2 separate regions of the Mus musculus genome follow, and region 1 is linked to region 2. A link is a contact called in public promoter capture Hi-C data. All regions are on one chromosome and are shown on one strand. The core of a region is the stretch at or near the end of the contact, and the rest is flanking DNA. Distances in the headings are between cores, read along the strand shown. Region 1 holds the start of Ankrd40 (ankyrin repeat domain 40). Region 2 holds the start of Mtmr4 (myotubularin related protein 4).

Region 1 (6,439 bases), core at 697-3,196, 6.7 Mb after region 2:
CAGTCAGTCGCCTTTCTTTTTCTGTTTCTTTCCCTTTTCAGTTTTTGTTGTTTGTTTTTGTTTTTGTTTTTTTTCGAGACAGGGTTTCTCTGTATAGCCCTGGCTGCCCTGGAACTCGCTCTGTAGACCAGGCTGGCCTCAAACTCAGAAATCTGCCTGCCTCTGCCTCCCAAGTGCTGGGATTAAAGTGGCTGCCTGGCTCCCTTTTCAGTTTTATTTGTTTTGTTTTGTTTCCATGTGCATGTGTTTTGCTGGCATGTATGCATGTGCACATGTGGATGCTTAAACCTGAAGAAGTCAGAAGAGGGCATCTGATCCCCTGGAACTGGAGTTACGGATGGATGGTTGAGAGCCACCATGTTGGTGCTGAGAATCAAATCCTGGGCCTCGTTTACAAAAGCAACAAATGCTCCTAACTGTTGGCTTATCTCTCTAGCCCGATATAATTCTTTTAAGGAAAGAAAATTTAACAAACAAAAAACCATGAATTTTGGAGCGCACCTAATTTAATGTCATTGCTGCTGTTTGACTTTGTTTGTTACCACTCTGAGGATGAAACCCTGTGCCTTGTTTGGGTAAGTACTCTTTCACTAAGCCAAATCACCAGCCTGCTACAATCTTTTTAAATTGCCTTTAAAAAAAAAAAGACTGCTATTTCTTGTCCCTCAGACTGTGTTAAAGACTGAGTTTCAATGCCATTCCCATCAGCCTCAGATGGAGCACTATGTTGGATCCGAGAATTAAATTTTAAACTGTGGAAACAAATCCAAGTGTAGGCTCAAGCCGCGTTCCAATTTGCCACCGGGGTCAATTTAAGTGTTTAGTCAGTTGATATTCATCACTCCTGGTGTGCAGTGTGTACTGTGTGAATTACTGTATCATAATAAACAGACGTTGCTTTTTCTTAAGCAGTAACAAGACAAATGCATGCTGTGTGCCCTGGGCAACCCCGAAGAATGGAAATAAAGACGCTATACCTAAAAGTACCCCTTCCTGTTTCATCTTGGCTTTGTTCAGGCCCTCCTCTCTGCCTCCCCAGGGTGTTTTCCTTAATCTTTTCACCCCATCTGCAAAGTTCTCACCAGTGCCACATCAGGGATCTCTCCAAGGCACCTGAGCTCAGCAAAACAATATTTTCTGCTTGTCCCATTGGGTAGTAGAACAGTGCCAACCAAGGCTCTGAGCCTCATTAACTAGATTAGGCATGGAGTACTGCACACGGCTGTTTATGAACACACCATAGCTCTACCCTCAGTGCCTGGAATCAGGACTAGGATGACAAAGAGCTCCCCCCGCCCGCCCGCCCCCGCCCCGCCCCGCCCTCCGTCTTTCCTTAGATGACTTTCAGAATAATTAATTATAATTTATAAGCTATAACGAGTTGCATTTTATAAACTAGAATCAATGTTAATCTTCATGAAAGCCAAGTTGGAAGAATTTCTGTCTAAAACCGATAAAGGGTAAAATAAAAACAGTAACAGCTGAAATAAATATTCTAGCTGAATGGTCCCAAGCACTGACAAAAATAAGAAAGAACAGTGTCATCTATCTCTGCAAATAATGGGCATATTATAGTAGGATCCTTTTCAGCCCATTTCCCGTCCTGCTGGGTAAAAATTGGCTCAGATGGAAAAAAAAAAAAAAAAAAAAGAGCTAACTAATCTTGGGGGAGTGGGGGTGGAAACCCACCAATTATTTTTAATGCCTGCTAAACAGCCTGCTCCTGAGGATAAGGCTTTTCTGGCTCTCAAACGACAATGTCGGATCCCTCCGCCTCGCAACTATTCCTGTGTCTGTCCTCCTCGCTGGAAGCTGCCGGGTGGGAGCTCTAAAAATAGCCCATGAATCACAGCAGATAATCCAGTGCGGTGGTTACATAAACAGCCGGCCGGGGCGGCGGGGCCGCGGGTGGGAACGAAAAGTATCTAGGTCAATGTTGTCACACCGAATAGGGTCCCCCGGAGCCGGCCTTCGGAGGCGCGGTGGGGGAGGAGGCCTGGGCCTGCGGGGCCGCGAGCAGCCAGGGAGCTGTCGGTGGGCGGGCGGGCGCACGAGGCCCTGGGCCGGGCGCGGGCGGAGGCGCGAGCGGGGCGGGCGAGCCCGGCGCTCCCTCCCCATGGCCGGGAGCCGGCCGCGGAGGCGGCGGCGGCGCTGACAGGCTCGGGGCGGGGCGGCCCGGGGCCCGGGGCCCTGGGGAAGATGAGCGCCCTCCTAGAGCAGAAGGAGCAGCAGGAGAGGCTGCGGGAGGCGGCGGCCTTGGGGGACATTCGGGAGGTGCAGAAACTGGTGGAGAGCGGGGTGGATGTGAACTCGCAAAATGAGGTCAACGGCTGGTAAGTGGCGAGCGGGGGAGGCCCAGGGTTCAGGGCTGCGAGCTCGGGGCGTGGAGCAGTCAGCCGTGACCCAGGACGCAGGCGAAGGTGACGCCTGGTGCCCCAGGCCTCTCAGGTCGTGGCCCTTTCGAGACTGGCCCCGATCTCCCATTGCCTGGTGCAGTCAGGAGCGCATCCTCCCCAAACCATACCTTCTTCTGTGGTTGACCGCGGCCAGCGCCCTCCGGGACACTGGAGCCCACCCACGCCACCCCCCCCCCGCGCGCCCCCTGGCTCTAACTTGGCCCAAATGGTGATGCATAGAGGCTTTGATTCTCGGCGACTCTGCTCTGGATTTCATCAAGCTTGAATTAGTTTGCCATGGGCGCTTCTGAAGAACACTTCGTGCAGAGATGAAAGCATAAGCAACGAAGCAAATGCCAATCTTAAAAAACCAGCACGGTTTCTTTAGCCAAGACCAGGAGAAAAGGAACAACTACAAAACCCTCGCCACTTGCATAATAATTCTGCCTCAGTTGTTTTAATGCCACAGTGATTGGCTGTTGCCTACAGCTGCCTGTTGAGGGGAGACTCATTTGTCTGCCCTGTAGAGTGTTTTGTTTGCTTAGTACAATTTCCAATTAGAGAAATTTACCCAAGGCTTTACAAGTCGGCTAGCAGATCTGCCTCCTTCCCAATACAGAGTCTGTCTCATTTTAAGATATGAACAAATCTTTAGTTTCTTTCTTTTTTTTTTTTTTTTGGTTTTCGAGACAGGGTTTCTCTGTATAGCCCTGGCTGTCCTGGAACTCACTTTGTAGACCAGGCTGGCCTCGAACTTAGAAATTCGCCTGCCTCTGCCTCCCAAGTGCTGGGATTAAAGGCGTGAGCCACCACGCCCGGCTAAATCTTTAGTTTCGAGTTACTGAATGTGGTATTTCTTTCTACCCTTTTTTGACATTTTACAATTAATTTTTTTTAATTCAGGTAATGCTTATCTAGCCTCTTTTGCCAGTTTAAAGTTAAATTTGAATTTTAAACCCCCCAGTAAATCGAGCCATACATTTTGGAATGGAAAGGGCACTGGAGATCATTTGAATTCCAGAGAGTGTCTTGCCCTGATTGCACAATTGTCAATATGATAACAGAGTCAGAAATGAGATTTCCTAATTTCCTAAGAAAGCTGTCTGACTCCTTTCCCTAAAGAAACTAGCCTGGATAGCTGTCCACAGCCTGGAGACAGTGGACACTAATTTCTAGTCTTTTTTTTTTTTTTTTTGAAGCATTTGTAGTCAAAACACTTGTAGCTGTGTTTGCCTTGCCATGGCGTCCAAGAGCTGTGAATTCCTGTTTTGGCACTGGGAGGCGGTGTTTTACAGAACAATGAGCCTGGTCTTGCTGCAGGTTCTGCCTGCCTAGCTGTGTGGTCTTGCCTGAGTTACTTTGTTTTCCAGGTCTTTCAGAAGTGTTGTTAGTATTTATTGAGATGAAAAATAGCTACCAAGTATTGAACTTGCTCTATGGCACAGATGTGGTTCTAAACACTTAACCTATCTCAGGGTAATCAGGAGATATTGTTATTTTTCTCCATCTTAAAGATGAAGAAACTGAGACCCCAGGAAAATTAAGTAAACCATTCAGTTTTTAAAAATGCTCCTAAATTACTAAATTTGGGATTTAGTGGGTCTACATGACTGTTAGAGCTGAAAAAGGAATCTGACATCTGAGTCCCTCAGCACAGTGCCTGCCATGTGCTAGATATACAGTGTATATCAGGTGAGTTTGAGGTGACATGATGAGGCTTCCTATAGATTTAATTCCAGCTCCAATCTATTCAATCCAAGAGTGAATTCCTAGATTCCCTTTATCCTGCCTTATGCTCTTGGCCTAATGCTTTCAGCTCTTCGCATCCTGCCCTCTTATATGAACCAAACCACAAAGCTTGGCACTGTCCTTGGTCCCTGTCTTTCCTTCACATCCACGTACCGTCATCCAGTTCTGCTGCCTCTATGTTCAGATAGAATCTGACTACCTCTCACAAGCTCTACACTGTGATACAAAGCCAGCCAGCTCCACTTGTGATGCAGGATAGTTCCAGAGTCTTCCTACTAGCATCCTTACTAGTCTACTTGCCTTACCCTGACTTGGAACAGTTGGATCACCTCACTCAAAGTCCTCTAGTGGCTCCCATGTTACTGTGAGAAGAAGCCAATATGCACTCCTTTCCCTGACCTTTGGGCCTCATCTCCTGACTTGCTTCCTTGTTCACTTCTTCCCTGGCCTCCTTGCCTTTCCTGGAGCAACAGCACAGCCTGGATTCTAGACTTTTGCATTTTGCCTTCCCTCTTGTCTTGATAGCTTTTCTCTTACACACCATGGTTTGCTCTCAGTCCTCATGTGGATCTTAGCTTAAATATTAGCTTCATGCTAAGGCTTTTCCTTGCCTGTCGTTAAAAATTGTGCAACTCTTCCCCCAGCCCTGCCAGTTCCTAATCTCTTACTCTGCTTTATTGATACACGACACTTAATATCCGCCTAGTACACTATATAATTTGCTTATTTGCTTGCTAGTTACCCAGCTTCATTGACTGTAAAATGAGTGAAGAATATTCACAGTAGTAGGGTTTTCTTTTCTTTTCTTTTCCTTCCTTCCTTCCTTCCTTCCTTCCTTCCTTCCTTCTTCCTTTTCTTCTTAGACTTGGCCTTGCTGTGTTGCCTGGGCTGGTCTTAACCCTTGTCCTCAAAGTTACCCTCTTCCTACCCTGGTCTACTGAATAGCTGAGTCTATAGGCAAACCCCACTGTACCCAGATCCTAAGGGGATATTTTGAAGATTAAACAGAGCTTTTAGAACAGGGTCCAACATGTAAAGTATTATGTTTGTGTTAGCTATTGTTATTTTCTTATTATTAGGCAACATGTTGGGAGACATATAAAGTTACCCTGAAAAAAGAAAAAAAAACCCAACTCTTTTCAACATTGAAAAGTAGACTGGTGACTGCTTTCAATTCTTGGTTGCTTAGTAACCACAGTTTCAGCAATGATGAATGATACCCAGTTGATGAATGATGCCCAAAGCCTCTGGTCTAAAATACTTCCCAGCCCTAATGGGATATGCTGACTGCAAATATAAAGTTTAAAGAGTTGAAGTTCAAAAATAGAGTTTCCACATCAATTGTAATCCAAGTGTCATATGTTCCCTTTGGCTTTAGAAATAAGTATAGTGGTTTATGAAGAAGTTGAAATGCTGTCTGGCTGCAATGGTTCTGAGTTATAGCTGCCTATGGTCACCCAACTCCAGTCTGTAAATGATGGTTGCTGGGATGGCCAGAACATGCTGTGTTCACCTAACCCCATTTACATGGTGGTACTCTAAACCAGTTTGTTTGTCTCAGAGTCTCTCTGACCCACTCACGGTAAACTACTCTTTCACTCTCCAGTAAAAACTTCTTTCCAAAAGGGAGCATTTCCTTAACCTGATCCATTCATTTTTGAGTGCTCACTTAGTGTAATTATTCACTTTTCAAGCCTATGCCACAGACAGCTCCACACAAAACATTCTGAGCTGCAGTTTGCTAAGCAATGTCCATTTTATCCTAGGTTCACTAGTTAAATAAGAAATAAGCACGTGAGTTGGCTACATAGATCAATGGTAGGGTGCTTGCCTAACATATGTTGAAGACATCATTTCAGCTTCTGGTACCACACACACATGCATAAACACATATACACATGCATGCATATACACAGGTGCATGTACACACGCCTGTATATGTCAGGTAGATACTTCCTTCTGTTTATCCTCTGCTGGGGATGTAGCAGTGATCAAGCACTTGCCTAGCATGTGAGGCCCTGGGTTGCAGCATCACAAAATAGTTTTAAAAGCTTCTTCTCTGTTTTTCTCACCTGGGCAGTAATTTTTTAGTGTCAAAGAGTGCACTAAAGGTACCTGGATGGTGAATGATGGTGTAGACTGTCATTCTGGTCGGCTAGTCATTCAGGCTGCCATTCTCTAAGGCATTAAGGTAAAGGCAAATCAGTTAATAAATGTTCCTGATGGTTTCCCAGGTTGGTGGCCTCTCTGCTGAACCTCTGCTCTGTTCATTATCTTATCTGGATTTGGCTGGA
Region 2 (6,218 bases), core at 1,338-3,837:
TTGGGACCAGAGTCCCCTTGCCCTTAGGAATTCTTCTTTACCTCTGACCCTGGCTGACTCCTAGCCTTGCCATGCAGTGGAAAACCCAGGTCACTGCGACTTTGTCAAGTTGAGGACGATGCTGGTGCGTACCCACATGCAGGACCTAAAGGATGTGACCCGAGAGACACACTACGAGAACTACAGGGCACAGTGTATCCAGAGCATGACCCGGCTAGTAGTGAAGGAACGGAATCGCAAGTATGACCAGGAGCCAGGACAAAGCTGGCCAGGGGAATCCCAAGTCCTCCCCTTATTACTCTGCAGGCCCCAGGCTTCACTCAAGTTGGTGCTGGGGTCCCCCCAACCTTACTACCCTCCTTTCCCCCTCCCTTCAGCAAACTGACAAGAGAGAGTGGTACTGACTTCCCTATCCCTGCTGTCCCACCAGGGACAGATCCAGAAACTGAGAAGCTAATCCGGGAGAAAGACGAAGAGGTGAGAGCAATACAATGCAGATGTCAGTCTGGGAAGTCCTCCGTTTGATAAGCCTCATTATCTCTTGGCTTGGGAATAGAAGGACCTATCCTTATGCTCTGGTACATAGGTGGGATGTTGAGTGGTTCTGCCATTTCCATCATACATAAGGGCCACCAAAGTCCCAGACTCAAGGGATTAGAATCTGGGGACACTTCTTCAATACAGTCAGACTCTTCCTATCAAACACCTTGCATTGATGATGTATGTGCCTGTTTCAGCTGCGGCGGATGCAGGAGATGTTACACAAAATCCAAAGACAGATGAAGGAGACTCACTAACTGGCTTTTGGACCTGAATATTTAAATCTCTTCTTCCTGCCTATGCCAGCCTCTATTCCCTGCATCAGCTCTGCTCAGGACCCCCCGCAGCTCCTACCAGTTCGCCTTATATCCCTGCTGACTTCTCAAGAGACTCAGAGGAAATAAACTAACCTATATGTGGCTTCAGGTGTCTCTGTATTTTTACCATTTCCTGGAAACATAGCTCCTATGACTAGTTTGAAAGGCTGATGGAAAGGGTACTGGTTTCTGGCTTTTAGTAGGAAACAGAAAGGGGGAAATTTCCCTTTCGCTTATAGAGTTCACTCAGCTTACAACATAGCTTGTCCTATTGACCATTTCTACTCTGGCTCCACTTTCTGAGCCTCAAGCCTCCATGTTTCCCGTATACAATACCTTCATTTTGTAGCTGCTCTTGGGAAAAACAAGGTATTAACTACCTGGCAACCTCTGATTTCCGCCTTTCCCCAGATTTGGGTAAATAGATATGCAGAATTAAGCTCCAAATTCCAGGAAGCTTGTGGTACAGTGCTGAACAAATTCTGAAGGTCCTGTAATTAGAGTGCTGGGACATAGGGAAAAACAAAATGCCATAGTCTCCAAGGAGCTCAGTATCACGCATGCGCTAGGTTAGACCCGGGTTCTAGACCCTGTAACTAAAACAGTGAACTCAGGAGAGATTTCTGTTTTCCTATGACTTAGTAACTGTAAGTACTTCAGAAACCAAGACGTGAGGACACTAGCCTAGGATCTCAGGGCCTAGACCCACTCCAGGACTCGGACTATCCGCCGAGAATAGGACTCTTTGCCACTTCAGTTTGGTTAGTAGTGGCGCGGATCACGGAGACCTCCAGCGTTACTGGTGACCTGCGTCCCGGTGCTGGCTCCAGGCGCTTCAGTCTTGTCCCTCTACCCCTTTTACAGACTAAGAAGCCGCAGCTAGCTAATGGCAGTCAGACCCAGTTTTTCTCTCTTGGCTGAGAGACTCTGGACTGGCGGCAATGCAGGTCTCGAAGGACGGCAAGGTTGGTCGGTCGTTAACAACCAGTCCAGATACGCAAAGGGAACCGCCAGCGCTGCCAGTCCGAGAGCTCCTTCCTCCCAGGCCTTCTAGGAGGGTCTTTCACGTTTTCCATTCCTGTGGCTTCAGCAGTTCCCGAACCCAGCTCTTCTCTTTCGCAGACAAAAAAAAAAAAAAAAAATCCAGGATTTTCTTTTCCATCGACCGGGCGACGAAACACGAGAGTGATGGAACCGAGAGTTTGGGAAGGGACCTTCCCCTTTCCTAGCCGGCATGCTACCCTTCCTTTCTCGCATTACTGGAGCAAAACAGAAACACCACTGGGTTAAAACGCTGAGCCACCGCGAGGTCATTTGCGAACTACCTCTCGGGCGGGGTCGTCACCGGAAGTGACTGCTACCATTCCCTGCAATGTCCCGCCCCCCAGTTGCGCTACCAGTAGGCGACGGGCGGCCGTACTTCCTGTCCCCGGAGCCCTAGGCTGCGACCCCTCTTACTCCTCTCCCATTGGCTGCCAGAGGGACGCGCTGTGATTTCCTATTGGTCGTGTCTGCTCTCTGGCGCCAAGCCTCCTCCCTCCGGGTACTGTCTGGTCTCCGGGTGCCGGATAGGTTACAAGCTGAGAGGGCGTCTGCCCACTGGACCAGTGAGCAGCGTGGAGAGTGAGGGCGGCGGCTGCGTGGTGAGGCAGGGCGGGACTTCGCGTGGCTATTGGCCAGGGCGGGTAGAGGCTAGAGATACGATTGGTTGGGGACAAGGGACCGTGGTGGGGTTCGAGCTGCGCGGCCTCAGCAGCTGCGGGAGACGGAAGTGGTGAGAGCGCGGCTTTGGAGGGTCGGGCGGACGCCGCCTGGGTGAGTCACTGTACCCCGTGCACTGCCAGCCTGGGAACCACAACGACCAAGTCCTGCCCGGCCCTCGCCGGCTCTCTTGAGTCCCGCCCTCTGTCATTTGGGGCTCCGCCTCCGAGGCCTTGGCCCCGCCCCTAAAACCTGGGCACCTGGATCTCCTGGCTGCTTAGCCCATCCTCCCCCACCCCCCACCCTAAGACCAGAGTCCCTAACTGTGAGAACCCTGGGCCTCCTAGGCCTGGTCCTTGTCGCTCCCTTCCTCTCTCTGTTTCTCAGGCCGCGAGCCAGGGAGCCGTGAGGCAGCACCTCCGGCTGGCCGCTTGCGGGCTCCCCCGTGAGGGAGGGAAGGTTGGTAGGATCACAATGGAGGCTTTAATCGCCGTAGCCTCCTATGGGGCTCTGCTGCACACCCCTCGAGCATACCAAACATGAAGGAGTGTCGGTGAAATTCAGACCTGGCTCCCTAAGTGGGCCCAGGAGGCCTTAACTTGAAATCCTTGTTAATTCGACCCATTTGACAGATGTTGTCTCCCAGGCCGGACTGGCCTAATTCTGCTCCTGTTGTGTGGCCTCCTCCCTCAAACCTTCACCTACTTGGTCTCAAGTATGCTCAGCAGGACCGGGCCAACCCTGCTGCTCTTTTATCACAGGTTGTGGTCCTCTCCCTCTTGTCCTCTGCTCTGGACTCTGCCCCCAGTAACAGGTCAGGTGGGTGCTACTCCTAGACTCAGAGACTGGCCGAACTGCCCTGTGGATTCATGCCCCTACCAGGGCCAAAAGTGAGTCCCAGTTGGGCAGTCTTTGTCTCTTCAGAGTTGGAATTTCTTCTCTTTTGTAGAGAGCAGGGTTTGGAGTGCTCTACTGCTGGGTGTGGGGATCAGAACGTTTGAGTTCTGCTGAGTAAGCTAGGATGATACTTAGCCTTGCTCAGGAACTTTTGTGGTGGAATTCTCACCGGGCAGGGTCACTTGTTGCTTCTTCCATTGCCTGACTGGTGTGGTGACTTTTTGAGACGCCGGATCCTCTGTGGTGGAGGAAAATGAGTTGCAGAGAAGTTCAGGGGTAGACCCGTGTGACAATCGTTGATTCTATGGTGATGTTAATGACCGTGCACTTTCCTCTTGTGTTCTGTCTCCTTTAGTGACGAGCAGGAGCAGGCAGCCAGGACCCTCGCCAAGGTAGAATGGTGAGTAGCTCCTTTTCCCTCATACCACTGTGTGTCTCATCCTCCAGTCTGACTCAGGGAAGCTGCCCCACCTCTCTTGGCCCTAGTGCCCCTGGTTACTCTGTTCACTTCCTAAACAGGCTCATTTGCCCTGATGCTTTTTTTTTTTTTTTTTTTTGGATGGGCAGTGTTGTTTTGAGACAGGTTCTTGCTGTAGAGTTTTGGTTAGCCTGGTACTAGACATGTAGCCCATGCCAGCCTTGAACTTGTGGGCAATCCCTCTTTCTCCCTCCATCTCCTAAGTGTTAAGATTGCAGGTGAATGCAGTGTGGGGCCTTGTACATGATAGGCAAGTACTCTAACACTGAGCTATGTATCTAGCTTATGGTTTCTTAGGATTGAAAAAAATATATATCGGGCACTATATAGCACTGGGCTCAGCAGCTTGTAGTTTTTCTCGGTGTTAGGCCGTCCCTTCTAACAAACCGCTATATCGCCTCTTACTTGGATCCCCGGTTAAAACTATGCATATTCTGGTTTAAGAAAACAAGTCTTTCTTATCTGAGATTCCTGAACTTCAGGGCGTGGTGGCACAGGCTTCTAATCACATCAGTTGGGGACAGAGAAAGGTGATTCTCAGTGACGTCAGCCAAGTCTTATGTAGTGAGTTCCAGAAAAGACTCCATGGTTTTTTGGTTTTGTGTTTAAATAAGATCCCTGAACTCCCAGTGAGTCTCATGAATATATTGTTGGTGCTGTCCCAGGAGTGATTCCACCCAAATTGTAGGCCTTTTCCAGCTCCCAGGTGTTGCAGTCTATTAAGCCACTGCAGGTGACAGCTGACTGAGTATCTACCTGGCCAGCCTTCTGACGGTGGGTCCTCTCCGTCCTGGTGGGAGAGCTAGGGCTCAGCCGTTATGATGAAGGAGACTGAAGCCCTTTCCAGGCAGGACCTAGCCTTTGTATCTCTTCAGTTCCTTCCAGGGGTCACAGGTTAATGAATTCAGCCAGTGGTGAAGTCCCTCCTCTCCTGGTTCTCTCTGTGATGTGTGCATTAGCCCCTGCTCTTTCCAGAGAGCCTACTGCTGAGCCTGCCCCCTTGGACTGATAGCTCATCCCCTATTCCAACTCGGTGGTGCACTGAGAACGCTGTGCACTTCGCACTGAGTCTCCTTTCATCGTAGCACCACCACTTAGGAGAACTGCACCGTTTCTCTCTAAGCCTACAGTCTCACCCGTGAAATGCGCTCCAGCTTTATTCTTGGAGAGTTAGGGTCATGCTTGCCACTGCTGGCCATTATTGTAAGTACGTAATTAAAAATTCATCCCAAGTCCCCCCAAACAAAAGCCCTGGTTTGTGAGGTTACCAGGTACAGGAAGTGTAAGAGTTTGTAGTAAGCTTTCTGTTACTTTTGGAGACACCAAGCCGCTTGCTTATCACGAACTGCTTATGCCTTGGCTCTCTACCCAACACTATTCATTGCTCTACTCCTGGGGTTTGAGTTTTGTTGTTGTTTTCGTTGTAGCTTTCTATAGCTTCAGTGACCCATAATCAGTTCTTCTCTTAGACTAAGAAGTTCTTCCAAAGGATTTTCTTATCTGTGGTTGGGAATCAAGGGAGAGATGGAACTAAGGAGGGTTCGTGAGGATGGTAAGATACAAAGTCCAAGGGTTTCCCTTAGAGAAGTGTGGCATGTCCACTACGATAAGACTAGACCAATAGTCTTTTTAAGAGGACAAACGGAGGTTAGTGTAAGCAGGGAGGCAGTGAATAGAGCGTGCTGGGCCGTGGTTTCGGAGGGAAAGAAGGCAGGCTTGGGGCTGTAAAGAACGTGGGGAGAGCTCCATCTTAGGATCTGCAGCAAGCGTAGAGTGCTCTGGGAAAAGGGAAGAGGGTGTGGGAACTGTGCGACAAGCAGGGTGTAGGGTAGCACACCTGGAAAGATGGGAAATGAAAAGGTGTGGGCGGACTCGCTTCTTCTTTCTGAGCAGTCCTGGGGCGGGCCCTCGTCCCACTCTAGAATGTCCCTAGAGTTCCCTGGAGAGGTGGTGGTGGTGGTGGTGGTTGTCTCCCCCGCTGCCCAGGTTGCGGGGAGGGCGGAGCCAGGGCGGCGGGCGGGGCGGGAGGAGCCTCTCTGCCTCCGCCTTCGCCTCCACCTCCTCGGCGGAGTCCTGGGCTCTCCTGTCGCTGAGCTCCCCTCCCTTCGCTCTTGCCAGAGGGCGGAGCCGAGCCCGCTCCATTGTGGAGAGGAGGGGAGAGGCGCGCGGGAGCAGAGGCTGGGTCCTGGCGCCAGGGCGCTTGCTTCTGGCCGTGGCTGCATCAGGCGGGCCCCGCAGCCGGGATGCAGCGGGTGCCCGGGGCTGGCGGGCAGCGCAGCGGCTCC

What was found. Promoter capture Hi-C pulls out the DNA fragments that hold promoters and counts their contacts.
Region 1: a promoter capture Hi-C map of liver shows a contact between it and region 2, with 5 times the contacts expected there. The contact joins the promoter of Ankrd40 here to the promoter of Mtmr4 in region 2. A contact is called at or near these places in 2 of 39 promoter capture datasets (cranial neural crest and liver).

Annotation. Positions count from the first base shown.
Region 1 is chr11:94,326,055-94,332,493 of GRCm38.p6, forward strand. It overlaps Ankrd40 (ankyrin repeat domain 40), which reads left to right and starts at 1,947. Exons shown (of 5, transcript NM_027799.2): 1 at 1,947-2,333. The coding sequence starts at 2,200.
Region 2 is chr11:87,589,579-87,595,796 of GRCm38.p6, forward strand. Mtmr4 (myotubularin related protein 4) reads left to right here and starts at 2,588. Exons shown (of 19, transcript NM_133215.2): 1 at 2,588-2,672; 2 at 3,811-3,855. The coding sequence starts at 3,853. Septin4 (septin 4) reads left to right here. Exons shown (of 14, transcript NM_001368775.1): 12 at 78-240; 13 at 431-477; 14 at 738-965. The coding sequence ends at 449.